2 separate regions of the Oryctolagus cuniculus genome follow, and region 2 is linked to region 1. Evidence: chromatin contacts called from public Hi-C data. All regions are on one chromosome and are shown on one strand. Each heading gives the region's core, a stretch centred on a gene start, on an enhancer-like site or on the middle of the called end of the contact. The rest is flanking DNA. Distances are from core to core; before and after follow the strand shown.

The links. Hi-C and Micro-C count contacts between places; a contact is called where the count stands out from the background.
Region 2: a Hi-C map of an unstated tissue shows a contact between it and region 1, with 4 times the contacts expected there. The contact joins two enhancer-like sites. A contact is called at or near these places in 3 of 6 Hi-C or Micro-C datasets (ear pinna, psoas muscle and an unstated tissue).

Annotation. Positions count from the first base shown.
Region 1 is chr9:98,382,686-98,386,947 of mOryCun1.1, forward strand. It overlaps B4GALNT3 (beta-1,4-N-acetyl-galactosaminyltransferase 3), which reads left to right. Exons shown (of 22, transcript XM_070049246.1): 22 at 1-1,320. The region is part of intron 1 of NINJ2 (ninjurin 2); the gene reads right to left. Among named protein-coding and RNA genes, the nearest start is that of NINJ2, 95 kb to the right of the region's middle. Within about 2 kb of position 2,471, at least 6 of the 8 cell types and tissues checked have an H3K27ac peak or open chromatin away from gene starts, as enhancers often do.
Region 2 is chr9:98,910,765-98,915,026 of mOryCun1.1, forward strand. All of the region lies in intron 3 of ERC1 (ELKS/RAB6-interacting/CAST family member 1), which reads left to right. Among named protein-coding and RNA genes, the nearest start is that of ERC1, 100 kb to the left of the region's middle. Within about 2 kb of position 2,382, at least 2 of the 8 cell types and tissues checked have an H3K27ac peak or open chromatin away from gene starts, as enhancers often do.

The DNA of each region.
Region 1 (4,262 bases), core at 1,221-3,720:
CCTGATGGTAGGGAGGCTGAGCCAAAAGATCACAATAGGATAGATATCTGTTGAGTGGATGGTTAAATGGATGATGGATTGGTGGATGGGGAATGGAGGGATGGATAGATGGATGCAGGGATGGATAGATGGGTGGATGGAGGGATGGATGGATGGACAGGCAGACAGGTGATGGATGGTTGGACAGACAGGAAGATGGATGGATGGATGGATGGATGGACTAGTGCATAAATGGATGGGGTGGGAGGATGGGTTGGTAGATGGGCAGATATCAGAGGGTCTGGATACTTCATGTACTCAGTGTGACCCCAGCATGCCACTTCACTTGGATAATTACACAGAGGCCAGCCGAGAGTGGAGAGAAGCCTATCTGGATAGCACCTTTGAACTCCAAGGATCCTTAAGATGTCTTGAAATGCAGTTGTTGCCAAAATTTCTTGGTAATATAATCCCAGCATTAAAAACCATCTTTGGTAATGCATTCATACTACTTGAGGGTACTTCAAAAGGATTGTGGGAAAATATAATTAAAATACAAGTTTATTTTGGGGTAAAAATTTTGGAAATCTATTGTGGCGGAATGAGAAGGTGAGAAGGTCATGCCAAGATGGCCGCTAACAACAGAAACTGCGTGGCAACAGGCCATGATTGGATGGTTTCGGAAACTGCCTGGCAACAGAACCTGACTGGCAACAGGCTGTGATTGGATGGCTTTGGAAACTGCCTGGCAACAGGCTGTGACTGGTTAGGGCATAGACCACCCCTTGACCAGATTGGCTGCCTTGGCTATATAAGCAGCTGCAGCAACTGAAATAAACGAGTCTGCGGGCTGCTGGCCTCAAGCCTGCTTTCACCAGACTCCCGGGGTCTGTGTGGTGACTCCACGCCTCTTGCCCCCACCACGCTCTTCCTCTCAGGAACAAATCCACAGTAACATCCTATGAGGAGTTTTTTTTACAAAAATTGATTTTCCATGAACTTTTTGAAGACCTTTCATCTGTACATCCTTTCATTACACATCAGGGAAGTAAAGCCTCCACCTGTGCCCATCCCATAGGGGCACTGGTTCAAGTCCTGGCTGCTCCACTTCCGATCCAGCTCCCTGCTGATGTACTTGGGAAAGCACAGGTGCTTGGGCTTCTGCACCCATGTGGGAGACCTAGAAGAAGCCCTGGCTCCTGGCTTCGGCCTGGCCCAGCCCCAGCCGTAGTGGCCATTTGGGGAGTGAACCAGCAGATGGAAGATCTGTCTCTCTCTGTTTTCTCCTCTCTCTGTGTAACTCTGACTTTCAAATAAATAAATAAATATTTTAAAAAATCATGAACATATTTCACTGGACTAATACATATCATAAAATATACAAAAGAAACTTTGAGATTACATAAAAATTAACATATATACAAGTTTAATTTTCTTATCATATCGCAAAAGCCAATCTTGCGGACCCCTCATTGGAGACCTCTGCTGGGCCAACAGCAGGGGTGTCTGCCCCTGGCCCTTCGAAGCTCAGCCTGAAGTCTCCACCGACCTCAGCAGCATTCCCAGGCTCCAGGGTCAAGCCTGAGCTGCGTGTGGGGCGCAGACTCAGCCTGGGCATCCCTCGGCCCAACGCAGGGCAGGTCCCTGCACGTGACCTGGTCATTATCAGCATTTCATGGGAACCCCCTTTCTGGGCAGGGTAGGACTCATTGAGCCTGGGGGTACGTGGGACCAGGAGACTGCAGGGAACCCCTTGTGTGACAGGCTGTGCATCCATGTCCCTTGGTGCCTGTGCTGTGTCACCTGCCCATTCTGCCCCTCCCCCAGGTCGCTGGTTGGCACTGACCCGTCTGGTGGGTGGTCACTCACACCAGGCTCTGTCCAGATACAGCTGTGGCCCCAGCCTCCCTGCCCCTGATGCACCCCACAGCTATCAGCGTGTCCAGTGGTCACCAGCTTGGCACTGTCTCCCCCCGCCAGATGGGCTCTCAGTTCAAATCCGACAAACCCGTCTCGCCCGGAGGAGGCTCCTTCTCCAAGGAGCTGCATGTCAGTGGCCAGCAGATCCCGGGCCTCCAGGGCTTTGATCTGAGTGCTGAATGGCAGGGCCAGAGGCGGGTGGGGGCCTTGGGGCCTTGGCAGTCTTCCTAGGGGGGCTGAGAGTGGGTTCCGGCAGAGCTGGGTGGGGCTTGGAGCTACATTCTCACAGACGATGCAGGATTCACAGCGGCCTTCGGAGGCGGAGGCGCAGGCCTCCGCCTCTCCTCCCTGAATGTGGGGCCTGGTCTGGGCTCCAGTTTTGCTGGATGTCAATTCAGGGCTGCTTTGAGCTGAGCCCGCCCTTTCAGGGCCTGCATTGGGTGGGTGGCATAGGCTAGGCACTCGTCTCCTGGAGGTGTCACTTCTCCCAGTGTCCACATGGTGGCATGCGGGGCCCAGAGATGTGCCCTGGGCACTGGCTGCCAGCTGGAGTTTCTCCACCAGGAATCCACACCCAGGGCAGGATGGGATGCAGCCTGGACTGCCTGGAGGCCCCGGGCCGGGAGCTTGGTGCACAGGCCTGGAGCGGTCCACCTGGGATCCACCAAGCGCGTGTGCCTTACGAGAGGCTACGAGTCAGCCAACGCTGAAGTGAGGCCCAGTGCGGTGGGGTGAGGTGGTGGTTAGGAGGGAGCCCGCTTCAAGGCCCTGGCCAGAGTGCCTTGGAAAGGGTCACTGGGTAGTAGCTTCTGTAAAAGCAAGGACAGAGTTTTCTTAATCCTGCTGGGCCAGTTTAGGTGCAGCCCGCTCAGAGGCAGAGGGATGACTTAAATGGCCTAGTGCCCCTCCCTGATAGCCTGAGGACTGCATTAGATCAACCCTGAAATCCTGTAGGATGCCATCCTCCTTACCCACAGCCCCGAGACTGGGGGCAACGCAGTGGGGGTGGGCAAGGTAGCCTTTGCTCCCGCCTCAGAGGAGCTGGCCCTTTAAGGCCAGGCCCAGGCACGTCAGGCACAAAGGCCCGGGAATGTGGGCTGGGCCGCAGCAGCCGCAGTCTGAGTCATTCCGGGCCTGGGATCTGGGCTCTCCCTCTCCAGCTCTCCGGCCCTCCCTGGGCTGCCTGCGCGCCCACCTCTGACCCCGGCCCCTGCCAGCCCGCGGTCCCTCTCAGCACAGGGGTCGGGGGGCCGCAGTCTGGTCCCTACGGCTGTGAAGCAGAGGAAGAGCAGGTCTCTGGGGGAGCAGAAGCTCTGGGGCCGCTGAATGACACTTTGTTCCTCCCCTCCGGGAAGGAGCCACGCGGAGCTCTCCCCAGCCTGAGTCACTCTCAAAGGCCCTCTGTGTCCCGGTGGCTCCACTTGACCTTCGACCTTCACGCAAGACCCCCCAGGGACGCCCTGAGGAAAGGCACCCTTGCACCCCCTGCCAACCAGTGCTGCCTCGGGGGCTCTGAAGATGGCGCAGGGGTGGGGCGTGGGGGGCCGGCGGCCGTGGGTTTGATGCTGCGGCTGTGGACACCACAGGCCCACTCCAGCAGTTTCCCAGCTTCCCCCAGCGCCACCCCGTCCCTCCCTCTTTCTCACCCCTCCCCACCCCCACCCAGGCCCTCTTGCTGAGTGGCAGCTCCCACTCAGGGACAGCCTCTGTCCCTGGAAGTCCCCATGGCTCCATTGTTCCACCGGCGATCGTAGACCCCCTTAAACTTTGCTGGCCTATGTTTTTGTCTCTTTATGAAACTGAACTTGGGTCAGAGAGGAAGGAATGTTCCCCAACAGGAGGGCAAACTCATTTGCACACTGTGTTGACACTAACGGTCAGTGGGGACTGTCCGTCTTCCCTGGAAACACGGCACAGGGCTGTGCTCCCAGAAGGTCCTGGGGGCGGGGCAACCTCGGAGGCCTATTAACTGTCCACCACTCAGTGCACTTGGGACCCAGAGCCGTGGTGGGCGCGACAGTGAGGGGCTGAGTGGTGAGCACTGGTGGCAGCCTGGCCCCAGGTGCAAGACCCTGGCTCTGTTCCCAGCGGCAGGTGGTGAGCAGTGCCCCTCACTGGGCTCCTTTTATTACCTGTGAGATCCAGCAGGTACAGACAGAGGGATCTGGGAGTGGGGACCCCTGATCCCAGGCTGAAGGGAGGGGCTAGAGGCTGAGGGTGAGCCCTCCCAGAGGCGGAGCTCGGGAACTGTGGGGCCAGGCCTGGGGGCAGAGGCAGTGAGTCACTGGGGCAGGCAGCTCACCTGCACAGGTGACCCTCAGTGAGTCATCCCTGGGAGAGCCGCATGAGAGCCTTCCTGGTGT
Region 2 (4,262 bases), core at 1,132-3,631, 530 kb after region 1:
TGAAGTGACTGTTGATGTGGCTGATATTAAGTGACATTATATCACCAGTATGTCAAGAAAGGAATTATGAGTAGGTAAGACTAGTATAGTCTTGGAATTTATTATTTGATTATTGCCCATCTTTTAAAGAAATCCATATTTCATCAATTCTAAGACTCACAGTTTTCCCCTTTTTAATAATATGAAGTTGAATTATATCTTACACTTGATGGCATATTATAATCTGTAAAACAGCAGTCTGGGTGTTTGCTTGTATATTCCCTAATGCAGTCCTGTTCATTTTGTCATTAACTTCCATTGAAATACATTGTTAGTATTTCTCATGTTAACTTTAGTTGTCAGTATGTCTTTAGAAATATTCTGTCAGTCACCATTAACCAAAGTTATCAGATTTAGAAAAAGTTTTGAAAACACTTTGTAACTTTAAAATCTGTGTTAAAGGGGCTGGCATTGTGGTGCAGCGTGTTAAGCTGCTGCCTTCAATGCCAGCATCCCATATCAGAGTGCCTAGAGGAGTCCCAGCTGCTCTGCCTCCAATCCAGCTTCCTTCTTTGTGGGGAGCAACTGGGAGCAACTCGGACTAGACTAAGTTACTGGAATTAAGACTTATTCTATGCATCTGCTTTCCCACAATATGGCGCTGAGAAGGGAAACAGCTTCTACACAGCTGCCTCCAGTTCAACCAATAAACTGTGGGACCTGCTCCTGATTGGAGGAGAGCAGCGTACTCGGCGTGTGGGTAGCAGAGTTGGGATTGGTGGAAGAGGACTATAAAGGAGGAGAGAGACGGCATGCACCAGGAACATCTAAGGGGAACATCTAAGGGAGCACCTGTGCAGCCCCCGAGAGAGCCGGTCGGCGGTGTGCCGCTCCCCTGCGGAAGTGGGGAATGTGGCCAGGGGGAACTGCCCTTCCACGGAGGTGGAAGGGATAGTAGCCAACCCGGGAAGAACCAGCAGCAAACCCGGGGAGGGCCGAGCAGACGAAAGAACAGCGCAGGGTCCTGTGTCGTTCCTCCACGAAGAGGGGGAGCGACATATTGGTGCCGTGACTCGGATATGAAGCCTAGGCAGGGCTTAGTGTCGTTCCTCCATGAAGAGGGGGAGCGACACTTCTTAATGCACCTAGGAAAGCAGTGGATGAGGACTCAAGTAATTGGGCCCCTGCCACCCATGTGGGAAAACCTACATGGAATCTCTGGCTCTTGACTTCTGCCTACCTCAGACCTGGCTGTGGGACCATCTGGGGAGGGAACCAGCAGATGAAGATCTCTTTCCTTCTGTCTTGGTTCTCTGCCTTTCAAGTAAATAAAATAGATCTTGGGCCGGCGCTGCGGCTCACTAGGCTAATCCTCCGCCTTGCGGCGCTAGCACACCGGGTTCTAGTCCCGGCCGGGGCGCTGGATTCTGTCCTGGTTGCCCCTCTTCCAGGCCAGCTCTCTGCTGTGGCCAGGGAGTGCGTGGAAGATGGCCCAAGTTCTTGGGCCCTGCACCCCATGGGAGACCAGGATAAGTACCTGGCTCCTGCCATCGGATCAGCGCGGTGCGCCGGCTGTGGCGGCCATTGGAGGGTGAACCAACGGCAAAAGGAAGACCTTTCTCTCTGTCTCTCTTTCTCACTGTCCACTCTGCCTGTCAAAAAATTTTAAAAAAGTAAAAAAAAATAGATCTTAAGAAGAAAAAAAATCTTCATTTAAATAAATTGAAAATAAAAAAGCCATCTTGCAATCAGTTTCACATTAAAAAAAAATTGATAAAACTTTGTTTCCTGATTTATTTGGAAGAATTTCTCCCCATTTATTTCCAGGACATAAAGCAGTGGTGAGTCCAGCATTAGATACTAACATGAAAGGACATTGGTGGCCGGTGCTGCGGCTCACTAGGCTAATCCTCCGCCTGCGGCGCTGGCACACCCGGGTTCTAGTCCCGATTGGGGTGTCGGTTCTGTCCCGGCTGCCCCCCTTCCAGTCCAGCTCTCTGCTGTGGCCCAGGAGTGCAGTGGAGGATGGCCCAAGTGCTTGGGCCCTGCAACCATATGGGAGACCAGGAGGAAGCACCTGGCTCCAGGCTTCGGATCAGTGCAGTGTGCTGGCCGTAGCGGCCATTTGTGGGGTGAACTAATGGAAGGAAGACTTTTCTTTCTGTCTCTCTCACTAACTATTCCTGTCCAAAAAAAAAAAAAAAGGGCATTGGTTTCTGTGACATCTGTGATTAGTTTCTTAGTTCGTTTATAAACATGCTTCTACAGATAGCAGGTAAATCCTTTCCTCCAAGGAGGAAAACTAAAATTTTCCGAAGTATCGTATTTTCTGTTTGTGTTGAAACTACATTATTGTGAGACTATTAGATTTCGTATGGTTTTGCTGTAGCGGTTTTCCTTTGGTTGATGGAGGAGTGAGGACATCTGTTGGACAAATGCCGAATTACAGGCAAGCCTTGGGTAGTGCTTAGTAGTGTTTGAGGTGTTGTTGTTGGTGTTTTTTGTTTTTTTTTTTTTGGACAGGCAGAGTTAGAGAGAGAGAGAGAGAGAGAGAGAGAAAGTAAGTTCTTCCTTCTGTTGGTTCACCCCCCAAACGGCCACTATGGCTGGCGCACTGCGCCGATCCGGAGCCAGGAGCCGGGTGCTTCCTCCTGGTCTCCCATGCAGGTGCAGGACCCAAGCACTTGGGCCATCCTCCACTGCCTTCCTGGACCACAGCAGACAGCTGGATTGGAGGAGGAGCAACCAGGACAGAATTTGGTGCTCCAACCGGGACTAGAACCCAGGGTGCCGGCGCTGTAGGCGGAGGTTTAGCCAAGTGAGCTGTGGTGCCTGCCAGTAGTCTTTGAGTTTTAATAAGCTTTGCAGGTGATTCCATTATATACCAAAGCTTGAGTCCTTTGGTTCAAACTTTGGTTCTCATTCTGTTAGTAAAGGTTGTGTAAGCTGTCCATAAAAGTTTTAGATCTTTAATACATATGTGTACCAAGCTTTGTCTAAAGGCCAGCTACAACATTTCAAACCTGTATGTGCTACTTAAAAAAAAAATGTAAGTTGTTGCTTTTGTGATAATGAAAAATAATTGTTTTAAAACATTATTTGATTCTGTTGCTAGTTTTTGTTCTTTTTAATATTTCAGTCACCAAACCTTGTTAGTATAACAGCTGTCATGTAAGGATGTGCAGGGGTTAAAAGTGCTAATATTGAATAAATTCTAGGCCAGGGATTCTGAATCTAAGCAGAACACCTGAGGAATGTCTCTCAGTATTATGGCAATTGGAAGGTACGAACTGAGGAGATTTGGAAAAGGAAGATAAGGGGATGCACAAAGAGAGAAAAATAGTTAAAATAGATAGTGAATAGGAGGAATTAAAAAAGGGAAAGATGTTCCCAGTTAGTTTATATTTTGCAATGATTTCTGAAAATGAGAACAGTTGCATACCATGCAACCACATGTTTATGTGGTTCTTCCTCCACTTTCCATTGTGCCATTTGTCCTTAAAGTCCATTTTCACAAGAAGATGCCTTTTCTCAGCTTAGTGCTATTACTGGAGATGGTGAAGGGTTAAAGTACACTGTTGTTTGACTTGGGCTGAGTTAAGATACTGAAAAATCTTTGAGGGTTCTTTCTATTTATCTTCCCCCTTTTTATGTGTGTCTCCTGTGTGCTGTGAGTACAGTTAACCTAGAACTTGTTTGGGAGGTTGAATCTGTGAAGAATGTTTGCAGACAGCTGGGTTCTTCTGTCCTTGAGTCAAGGATGCTGAAGCCTGAAAAAGAAAAGAACTGCTCGAGAAAAGCAGAAACTTGAAATTTTGCTTTGATTTAAAAAAATAAAGATTTACTTATTGTTTTGAAACACAGAGTTAGAGAGAGAGAGATTGAGAGAGAGCAAGAGAGCATCAGCCAGGGCTGAGCCAGATGCCAGAAACTACATCTGAGTCACTTAGGTGGGTGGCAGGGGCCAGCACTTGGGCCATCTTCCACAGCTTTTCCAGGTGCGATAGCAGGGATCTGAATTGGAAGTATAGCGGCTGGGATTTGAACTGGTGCTCATATGGGTGCTGACATTGCAGGTGGCTCCTTAACCCACTGTACCACCATGTTGATCCCCATGAGTTGTATTTTTAACTCTAAACATTGCTCTTTAGTAAATTAATGAAAGAATATTAACACCTTTTCTATTGCCAATCATGATTGATCATTTAACAAGATCTGGATAATCCTGCTTGTAATTTTTTTTTTGTATGTGAAATTTTTCAGGCCAATAGGCATGATGTAAA